Linked DNA regions of Sus scrofa: region 2 is linked to region 1. A link is a contact called in public Hi-C data. All regions are on one chromosome and are shown on one strand. Each heading gives the region's core, a stretch centred on a gene start, on an enhancer-like site or on the middle of the called end of the contact. The rest is flanking DNA. Distances are from core to core; before and after follow the strand shown. Region 1 holds the start of CYTH2 (cytohesin 2). Region 2 holds the start of RRAS (ras-related protein R-Ras).

Region 1 (4,803 bases), core at 694-3,193:
TGCCAGCCTGTGCCACAGCCACAGGAACACTGGATGCAGAATGTCAGGGGAATGTATGTGTTTGGGGGAGACTGTCCCCTAGATTCAATCACTGGGAGCCCTAACAATGTGTCTCGGAGTGTGCTTCTGGGGTGTGAGTCCTTGGATCTGGCCCCTGTCCATGCCGCTATCTACCTAAGTGCCCAGGAGGCTGGGAGCCAGCTGCAAAAGGAGCCGGTGCCAGGGAGGACACGTTCCCACCCCTGTGTCCCAGAATTGAGGGCAGGCACTGTCATTGCCCATCAGCCTGTCCCAGTGCTGCATCAACCCCAGTCCCCCCTTCCGGCTTTCCCACCTCCCTTTATCCTTCTGAATCCCCACCTAATAACCGGATGGGATTAATTAGCTGGCTGCTCCCCCATCTCGGGATGGTTGGGGTAGGTATTGTGGGGCAACGGAAACAGAGGCATGAAGAGGGTGTTAAGTTGGGGGTAAAGGGACAGAAAAAGGGTTCTGCTTGGAAGGAGAGAGGGTGGGATTGGGCCTGGCGCAACCCGGGTTTCCACTCGCTGGGGAGGGCAGGCTTGAGCCACTCATAAAGGTCATTGAGGGGATTAGGAAGGTCCGTGTCTAATCTGTCAGCTTAACCAGGTCCTGGCTGGGAATCTGTCCCCACCTGCCTGGTTCAGGGACGTTGAATGAGGACCAGGCCCAGACAGCACCTCAGACCCAATTAGGGATCTGTCCATGACAGGGCCTGGGGAGCGAGGGAAGAGGCGGTTTTTGCCCAGTTTCTCCATCTGAACCAGGTCCCTGCACCCGTTTTGCCTGCAAGGAAAGGGAATGAGAGGTGGGGGAGGGGAAATGTCCTCAGATGCAGGGCTCGGAGAGGAGGGAGGAGTTTAAGAAGAACAAGACTTTGAGAGGAGGGGAAAGTGAGCTGAGCCGGGTTGGAGAGGACAGTAAGGGGGAGGAATGAAAGGTGGGAGGATGCCGAGGAAAGGGGAGTTGTCCTGGGGCGGGGGTGGTGTAGGGTGGTAAAATAAGGGGAGGAATTCGGGGGAGAGAGGGAGGAAATTGAGAGGCAGCCGGCTCTGGGAAGGCAGAGCCTACGTTTTCACTGTATCTGGCCTTCTCCTATTGTCCCATTCTCCAAGACAGGGACCAAAAAGCTAGCATTTGGAAGAAAGAATGTCTTTTGTTTCACCACTCTTTGACTATGAAGAGGCTGAGGTTGATGGGGAGGCCATGGGAAGGGGTAAGAGATCGGAGGGGCCAGTGCCCAGAGGAAGGAGGCCCAAAGAAAGGTGAGCCAAAGCCGCTCTCGGTTGCATGGCAACCACTGCGGTCAAAAGCCAGCTATGCCTGCTAGGAGATGTGACTCACAGAAACAACCAATGGTTGTGCCCCGCCCCCTGGCAACAAGCCTAATAAGGTACCGCCCCCTAGCAACGTATTGGTGGAGGCGGGGCTCAGTTGAATGGTATCCTAAATGCCCGCAGCCCTTGCGCAGGCGTATTCCTCTCTCTCTTCTCACGCAACTCCTTTCCGAGGCTTCTCATTGGCTTGCAAGCCAGCCAAGTGCTTTCTTTAGTTTCGGAGGCGGGACCCGGTCCCCTGCCAGCATTCCGATTGGCCTCGCAGACCATCTACCTCCTGCCGGACACGGCTATATCTACTCCTTGTGCGTCTATTGGCCGTGGAGGGCGATCCTTTGATATCGGAGGCGGGGCAGGCGAGAAGTCCCGCCGTAGATTGGGCGGTGTCAAAACGAGGGGCGGTCCCTACTGGCGGGGCGGTTGGGAGACGAAGGGAGAGTCTTTTCAGCGCTGAGGACTGGCGCTGAGGAGGCGGCGGTGGCTCCCGGGGCGTTTGAGCGGGCTCACCCGAGCCCGCGGGCCAACGCGGATCCAGGCCCGACCGGCGGGACCGCCCCGGACTCCCCGCGGGCCTTCCTAGCCGCCATGGAGGACGGTGTCTACGGTGAGTCGGGGAGGGGCGGGGCCGGCTGCAAGTGGATGGAGAGTTTCGCCCCGAAGGTTCCGCCGCGAACGTTCTCCCCGTAGCGCGCCTTGCTGAGCCTTTCGGCCCCGTCGTCGCCTTGCTTTTGTGGGGCCTGGGACGCGCTTCCGGCGGGGCTGGAGACTGGGGCGTTCCAGGCCATTGTTTGGGCCGAGCCTGTTTCCGGTGGCGGCGGGAGGGGGTGGGATGGAGCGGTGGAGGCGAGGCCCGGGGCGGAACCATTCCCTCTGGAGGGGCCGGGCGAGCCCAGTGCCTGCTGGGAGCGGGAAGGGGGGCTTCTGGGGGCGGTGGGGTGGGGAGAAATCTTGGGGCCTACCGAGAGCCCGCTAAGGCGGGGGCGGGGGCTTCCGATGCCCCGCCCCCTTCCTTAACTCTTGCCAGCTGTCATCAGCTTCCCCTGCCATAGTTACTTTCCATGGACCCAGGAGTCCGGACACCCAGACCCTCAGCTCCCTCGCCGAGAATGGAGGCAGAAAACCAAGGCCTCAGCCCCCTGTCAAGTAATGGACCGTAGCTCAAGCTTCCAGCCCTTTTTTGCTCCCCGCAGACCTGAGTTGAGGCTCCCAGTCCCCTTCCTCCACCCCCGGACTAAAGAGTTTGGATTCCCAGCCCTTCCATCTCTGGATTGAGGAATCTAGGCCCCCAACCCCTTCTTCCAGCAGACGGAGGAGGCTGGACCCTCATCCTCCCCGAACCTAGACGTCCTGCCCATCCCCCACCCCCACCCCTGTCCTCCCGCAGATGGCAGACATCCGGGTTTGGGGTCCCCAGAACTGACCCCCCCCACCCCCGACCCTCTTCCCCAGAGCCCCCGGACCTGACTCCCGAGGAGCGGATGGAGCTGGAGAACATCCGGCGGCGGAAGCAGGAGCTGCTGGTGGAGATCCAGCGCCTGCGGGAGGAGCTCAGCGAAGCCATGAGCGAAGTCGAGGGGCTGGAGGCCAATGAGGGCAGGTGAGGGCTGGGGCCGGGATCCTGGGGGTCAGGGGGCTTGGCTTGGGCCGGAGATGCACAGGCATTGACCCTCCATCCTGCACTCTCTGCCCCTGCAGCAAGACCTTGCAGCGGAACCGGAAGATGGCAATGGGCAGGAAGAAGTTCAACATGGACCCCAAAAAGGTGCTTGGGACCACAGGGCTGGGATCAGCCAGGAAGACAGACAGGGATTCTGGCATCTCCAGGTAGCAGAGGTGTGGTGGTGGACAGACTCGGGCCTGATCCCTGGATTCAGATATTGGCTGTCCCTCTGTCCCCTGACCTTTGCTTGTGCCTGATCCTCTGCGTGGGAGGTCCTCTTCCCCTTTTTGCTCATATTTCTGGACCCACTTCTTTTTTTTTTTTTTTTTGTTGTTGTTGTTATTGTTGCTATCTCTTGGTTCTTGGGCCGCTCCCGCGGCATATGGAGGTTCCCAGGCTAGGGGTTGAATCGGAGCTGTAGCCACCGGCCTACGCCAGAGCCACAGCAACGCGGGATCCGAGCCGCGTCTGCAACCTACACCACAGCTCACAGCAACGCCGGATCCTTAACCCACTGAGCAAGGGCAGGGACCGAACCCTCAACCTCATGGTTCCTAGTTGGATTCGTTAACCACTGCGCCACGACGGGAACTCCCTGGACCCACTTCTGATGTAATCTGGAGTCCCCAGGAGGAACTCAGTTGAGTCTGGTAGGGAACGTGGACAGGGACATGAGCAAAGGAGGGTTGACAGGTGCCATAACAGAGAGAGAGGTACCAGGGCCATGGATGTTCAGAGCAGGAAGCCTGGTGGCATCAAAGAGGGCTTCCCTGAGGAGGGGGTATTCAGGTCAGGTTTGAAGGATGAATTAGTGTTCCCCGAATGGAAGAAAAATGTTTGTTCATTCATTCTTTCATTTTACGCCCATTTTCTGAGGCCTGCCTGGGGCCCGTCCCTCTGCTAGGCAAGGCCGGGGACCCAGAGAAGACTTTGACCCTGTCTTGCCCTCCAGGAGCCCCTAGACCTGGATACACAATCCAGAGTGAGGTGTAGCCACAGTGGGGATCCTCGTGGCATCAGGAGAGCCAGAAAAAGCCCTAGTCTGGCCTGAGGCCTGGCCCTCACAGCACTTGACTACTAATGGTTTTCCACTTTATTCCTTTTTTCTTTTTTTTTTTTTTTTCCTTTCCATTTTTGGCTGCCCTGGGACATGTGGCCAGGGATCAGATCCAGGCCGCTCTTGTAACCAGTGCTGCAGCTGCAGCAGTGCCGGATCGTTTAACCCACAGTGCCAGGCTGGGGAATCAAACCTGTGTCCTGGTGCTGCAGAAATGCTGCTAATCCTGTTGTGCCACAGCAGGAACTCCCACTTTATTCTGCTTGCCTGAAGTAGTTGTAGTTTGTTCAGTCAACCAGCAAACATTTTTGGAGCTCCTGTTTCTTGCCAGACCCTGCTGGGCTGGGGGGAGTTGGGGAGGGCGGGGCTGGCATTAACCAGGCAAAGGCTATGACGTGGGAGGGATGATGCTAAGTACGGACCTGGGCAAAGCTTGGAAATGAAACTCGGCCCTGCTCTGTTGGGCATGGGGGGTGGGTTCGGAGGCTGAGGGTTCTGAGACTTTGGTGGGAAGTGGCCTGCCCAGCACGCCGGCCCTGAGACCCAGCCCCCACCCCCGCCCACCAGGGGATCCAGTTCCTGGTGGAGGATGAACTTCTACAGAACACCCCCGAGGAGATCGCCCGCTTCCTGTACAAGGGCGAAGGCCTGAACAAGACGGCCATCGGGGACTACCTGGGGGAGAGGTGAGCCCCCACCCCACCCCTACCGCTCGCACCCAGCTCCTG
Region 2 (5,025 bases), core at 73-2,572, 820 kb after region 1:
GAGTTTCCCCTGGGGAAAGGGGTGGAAGTTTCCTGGGCAAGGGTGGATTTTCAGAAGAGAAGGGGTGATCTGGCAGCTGCTGGGGGTCCGAAGGCTGCATCCTGCCTGTCGTGGAGGGTGCTTGGTAAGGGGCAGTGCAGGGGCCTGGCCCTGGGGGGTTTAGGGGTGTGTCTGCAGAGTAAACCGGGAGAAGCTCAGGTGGGCGAACTGGGGGCTGGAGAGCATGGGGGAGGGTTGTCATAGAATATAAGTACATGTCTAGAGAGTCGTAGAGACCTGGAGATACATTTAAGAGGTCAGAGAAACTCCAAAGGAGCAGGTCTTTCTGGAGGTGTCAAGACTCTGGGGGCTTCTTCCATGGAAATGATCTGGGGGCTAACCAGAATTTCTGAGAGGGGCTCAGGAGATCAGAGTGGAGGAAAACTCACGACGGAGGAGTGGATGGTTTTCCTTGAGGAAGGGTAGGGGTCTGGATCTGGTGGGATGGGGGATCCCCAGAACTTGGAGTCTTAGTGGGAATGGCCAAGGGGCAGGATCTTTTTGCAGTCTCTTGGGTCTGAGGGGGTCTCCCTGAGGACAGGGGTGGGATGGAGTCCTAGATGGATCTCAGGGGCCAAGTCTGGGCATAATTTCTACTTTCTGGTGGAGGTCTCTGAAGGGGCTAAACAGCCAGGTTGGGGTAATGTCAAGGGCATTCTCCCAGTTACTGAGCGGCTCAGAGGGGAAGCTGAGGTCAGGGATTTGGGAGAGGTAGGGCTCAGGGTGCGAGGAGGTGGCCCCGAGCGGGGTGGGGGCCCATGAGAATGCTTAGGGTCTAAATGGGTTGACTCTTCTGGATTTAGGGTGCTCCCAGGAGGCATCCAGGGTCAGGTCAGCAGAGGAGCGGGGCTTTGGATACTTGGGGTAGGGGTGGTGGGTCTCAGGATACAAGGACAGGAGGAAGGTCCCTCATGTAGGGGGTGGAGGCCCTGAGGGGCTCAGGGTCACATCTGAGGGGACATTTTTAAGATTAGAAAGCCTCATAAGAGGGTCTCAGTGATGGATGGAGGGGAAGCCGGAGTCTTGGGGATCCCGCCAAGGGCTCAGGTCTGGGTGGGTCCCGGGGGCACCCCCCGGGGTGAAGGTCCACTACCTGGATGAACTGGATGGTCAGCGCGCTCTTGCCCACGCCGCCGCCGCCCACGACCACCAGCTTGTGTGTCTCGCTGGGTGGGGGGTCCCCGGGTCCCGGCCCCCCGCCCCGGGGCCGCCCCCGCCCTGTCCCGGACGCCGCCCCGCTGCTCATGTCGCTGCCGCTGCCGCCGCTACCGCCTGGGGCGGGGGGGGGGACCGGGCGGGGCCTAGGGGCGGACCACGTTAATAAGGGTACTGCATAAACATGAGCTCCAGCAAGAAGGGCTCCTTACTTGGGACACTTAGAGGCAGGCAAGACCTGGGAAAAGGAGGAGCTATGCTAATACGGATAGGAGTACGGCTGTCGCTGAGAAGGGGAATTCCGAATGGGGCGGGAACATGCTAATGAGAGAACTGTGCTCACCCCGAGCAGCGCCACGCGCTCTCGGCTGGCGGGCCGGGGGGGCGGAGCCATGCTAATAAGAGTTCTTATTCTCTTCGTAGACGGGTCCGGAAAATCGTTCGGGGTGGGACTATGTAAATGAGAAACCCTGTGTTGCAGCTAGCTTCTCAGGGTACCGTCCCCGAGGCCTTGTTCTAGTAGGCGGGGCTTGAGTCTTGCGCACGCGGCCGTATATAGGCGCGCTCTGAGGAAGGAGCGAGTCCTGAGGGGAAATTAACCTCTGTCCTGGGACCCAAGCCAAGCTCCCGACTCTGGCATCTGGGTTGGGTGATGGAGGCTCCGCCCGCTACGGGACCCAGGCTTCCGGTTCCCGCTGTCCCAGCCTAGCGGAAGACAGACTGGGAGGGGAGATGGGGCCCTGGAGGGGGGCCAGCGGGTAACCGGGAAGGGAGGGGCCGTGAGATCACTGCATTCCTAATTCATGAGCCAGCTCGCCCAAGCGGGGACGCCTGGGTTATGAAGGGTCTAGGGTCAGGATTTCCGAGTCTTGAAGGAGGAGAAAGCCCAGGACCCAGACCCCTGGGTCGCAAGGAGAGATTGTGACTGGAGGTTTGGACTCCTGGGTCCTGGAAGGAGGAGTTCTGGAGGTCCTTGCTTCTAGATTGCTGAGGGCCCGGACTCATCGGTCCGAGGGCTGAAGGAGCGGGGGGACCCAATATTCTGGATCCGAGGGAATTGGAATGGGGTACCCGAACCCCTGTGTTCGCGTAAGGCGTTTGAGACCAGGAATGGTCTGAGGGAGGCATGAAGGCCCGACTCCTGGATCTAAGAGGAAGGAGGGCTCGGACTTCTGAGGGAAATGTGAGTCCGGACCCCTCGGCTCTGAGAGGAATCGGATTTGGATTTTTCTGTTGTAAATGAGGAGGAAGCTGTAGGGCCGGGCTTCTTGGTTCTAAATTTAGAGAGAACTTGGGCATCAGGATTCTGGGATCCCCAGAATGTGGGCGGGGCAACTTCCAGCCAGTCCTGCTTCCCCCCCCCCCACGGCTCACTCCGCGGAACTACAACTCCCTTGCACCTGTCAGGCTGAGCGCTCTTTACGGCACTTCCTTTTCCGCTGCTCTTTCCGCGCGCGTGCAGGGCACTATGGGGCTTAATCGCGCGCTACCGCAACCCCGCCCACTTCACCCCTCATCCCCTCGCAGTCCCCGCGCGGCGGAGGCGACGCGCGGACTACGTCTCCCGGCGTACGTCGCGCGCACCCGGCCCATCTGCCCCGTTGACTGCTGGGAAACTGAGTCCGAAGCCTTCCCACCAGCCTTCACGGCACGGTGCTCGGTACTTGAAGTCCCGGCAAGCTCGGCGGCGTTTTAGCTCCTCCTTTCTCCTCCCTTTGCTCGCGAGCCCCGCCCCAGCCCGCCCCGCCCCGCGCCGGGGCCGGAGCCGCAGCCCGAGCGGCGGGGTAAGATGGCGGCGGCGGTCCGAGCGGCGGGGCTCGGGCCTATCGGGGTGGGCGGGGCGGAGTCGGGTCGCTACTTGTCCCGGGGTCCTCCCGACACGCCGCGGGGCCTGGAGGGCTTAGCGGGTCGGCCTTGGGCCCGGTAGCGGCGGCGGAGCCTGGCGCCGAGCGGGGGGCCTTCTCGAGGCCCCGGGACGGGTCTGGGGTGCCGGGGGGCATGGACCGGGCGTCTCCTAGAGGACTAGGGGCGTCCACAGGACCTGGACCGAGACTGAAGCCTGCCCTCCGTCATATAGCTGGCTTGGGTCATTTCTGTAGGCACTGTTGAATGTCTTTATAGGCTGACCCGAGGCTAGAGTCTGTTTGGAGGGTTCTGGGGCCATCTTGAGATCTTGAGATATGTCCCAGGGGTGAAGGAGGTCTGCAGGAGCTGGGGAGTATCTGCAGAGCCACCTATGGCTGGGGTATATCTCCTAGGGCTGAGCAGTGTGTACATGGGCTGACCTGAGAATGCGGCTCACCTACATGGGTCTAGGGCCATTTAGCCAGGCCATGGAAGAACAGTTCCAGCGCAAGGAAGTCTTTTATAGCCATTCAGAGGAGTGGGATGTACCCACTAAGGGAAGGAAGCAAATACTGAGATGTGCTGGGAGGCTTGGATGGGTCTCCAACTGTCTGGGGAGTGTCTAATCTGGGTGACAGGAGACTGGGGACAGTTAGAAGGACCTGGAACCATCTAGGTGGCTTTGAGTGTGACTGCAAGAGTGCAGGCTCTATGCCTGGAGCAAATTCGAATGCCTTTGGGGGCCAGATAATCGGCCAGGAGAGTAAGACAAAGGAACGTATTGGAAATTTTGCCCAGCTCAAATATACTTGCCCTTTAGAAAGTAATTCAAATGCAAAATGTTAAAAAATTCGGGGTGGCCTTGGGGCTTCAGAGAGAGTTAGTCCACCTTGGTCTGGGAAAGTCTAGAGGATCATCTAGACTTCGTCTCACGCCAGTGCTTTTGAAACGCTTTTGACCTTGATCCACAGTGAGAAATGCATTTGTACACTGAGACCCAACATACACCGTCCTATGTGTTAAACTAATACTCCAATCCTGTTAATTACTGTTTCCACTTACTTGGGATGTGTTGCGAAGCATCTTCTACTGTGTTCAATCTGCCTTTATAACAAGCTATTCGTGAAGCACTCAACTGCTATCAGACTGTAGTTTGGGAACCTGATCCAGAGGGACCTGGCAGGGTCTGCCGAGCCTTCTTGGGTCGAAGAGACACACCCTCTGCAAAGCATGGGGCTCGTCTAAATGCTCCAGGGGGGATCTTCCTACCCAGGAGGGTTTGGAGATCTGTGGGTCTGTACTCAGCACATCTTGATTAAGCTTCTGTGATGTGACAGACACAGTTCTCTGAAGCATGTGCTGCTTCCCACCCCCTACCCCCACCCCCACCCCAGAAGGCAGAGAGAGCAGCTCCAGGGCTGGGAACTGTCCAGAGGGCCTCTTCAGGGTGGGTTATGTCTGTGGCGGTTAGGGAAGGAGCTGCAGGCTCTTAGAGAGCTGGGCGGCTGCAGGGGAGAACTTTGCCATCAGCTTGCAAATCTGTGGTAGGAGGGAGGCCAGGACTGAGGTCTTTTTTTTTTCTTTGGTGGGGGCAGGTGTGCCCCCTAGGGGTGTGGGGAGCCAAGTGGGGAAAACCTGGGCACGAAAGCCTCATAGTAATAGTTACCCGGTCAGAGGTTAGCCCTGCTTTCATGTCACACAGCCTTTCTCGGAGTTAGCTGCTCCTATTGTGCCTGCTTCTAGATAAGCACCTCGAGCTGGGGGTTAGGGATTTTGAAGCTTGCTGGTGACTGTGGGACCAGATGATTGTTTTCAGAGGAGGAGAACTGACGGCTTCGGGGAAGCCTACAGCCCAAATAATTGCATTTCCTGAAGCCCCCATCAAGACCCCCATCAGTCTGAATGATCTTTCAGCTTCCCTGTCAGCCAAGAATTTCGGTGCCATCACAAAGCCTTCAGCCACGCTGAAGGCCACAGGAGGACACT

Evidence for each region. Hi-C and Micro-C count contacts between places; a contact is called where the count stands out from the background.
Region 2: a contact with region 1 is called in a Hi-C map of liver, with 4 times the contacts expected there. The contact joins the promoter of RRAS here to the promoter of CYTH2 in region 1. A contact is called at or near these places in 1 of 5 promoter capture datasets (liver) and 1 of 47 Hi-C or Micro-C datasets (liver).

What each region holds. Positions count from the first base shown.
Region 1 is chr6:53,867,532-53,872,334 of Sscrofa11.1, forward strand. CYTH2 (cytohesin 2) reads left to right here and starts at 1,944. Exons shown (of 12, transcript NM_001144120.1): 1 at 1,944-1,962; 2 at 2,808-2,955; 3 at 3,054-3,120; 4 at 4,643-4,761. The coding sequence starts at 1,944.
Region 2 is chr6:54,683,392-54,688,416 of Sscrofa11.1, forward strand. RRAS (ras-related protein R-Ras) reads right to left here and starts at 1,323. Exons shown (of 6, transcript XM_003355998.3): 1 at 1,133-1,323. The coding sequence starts at 1,285. SCAF1 (splicing factor, arginine/serine-rich 19) reads left to right here and starts at 1,946. Exons shown (of 12, transcript XM_003127346.5): 1 at 1,946-2,377. The coding sequence starts at 2,321.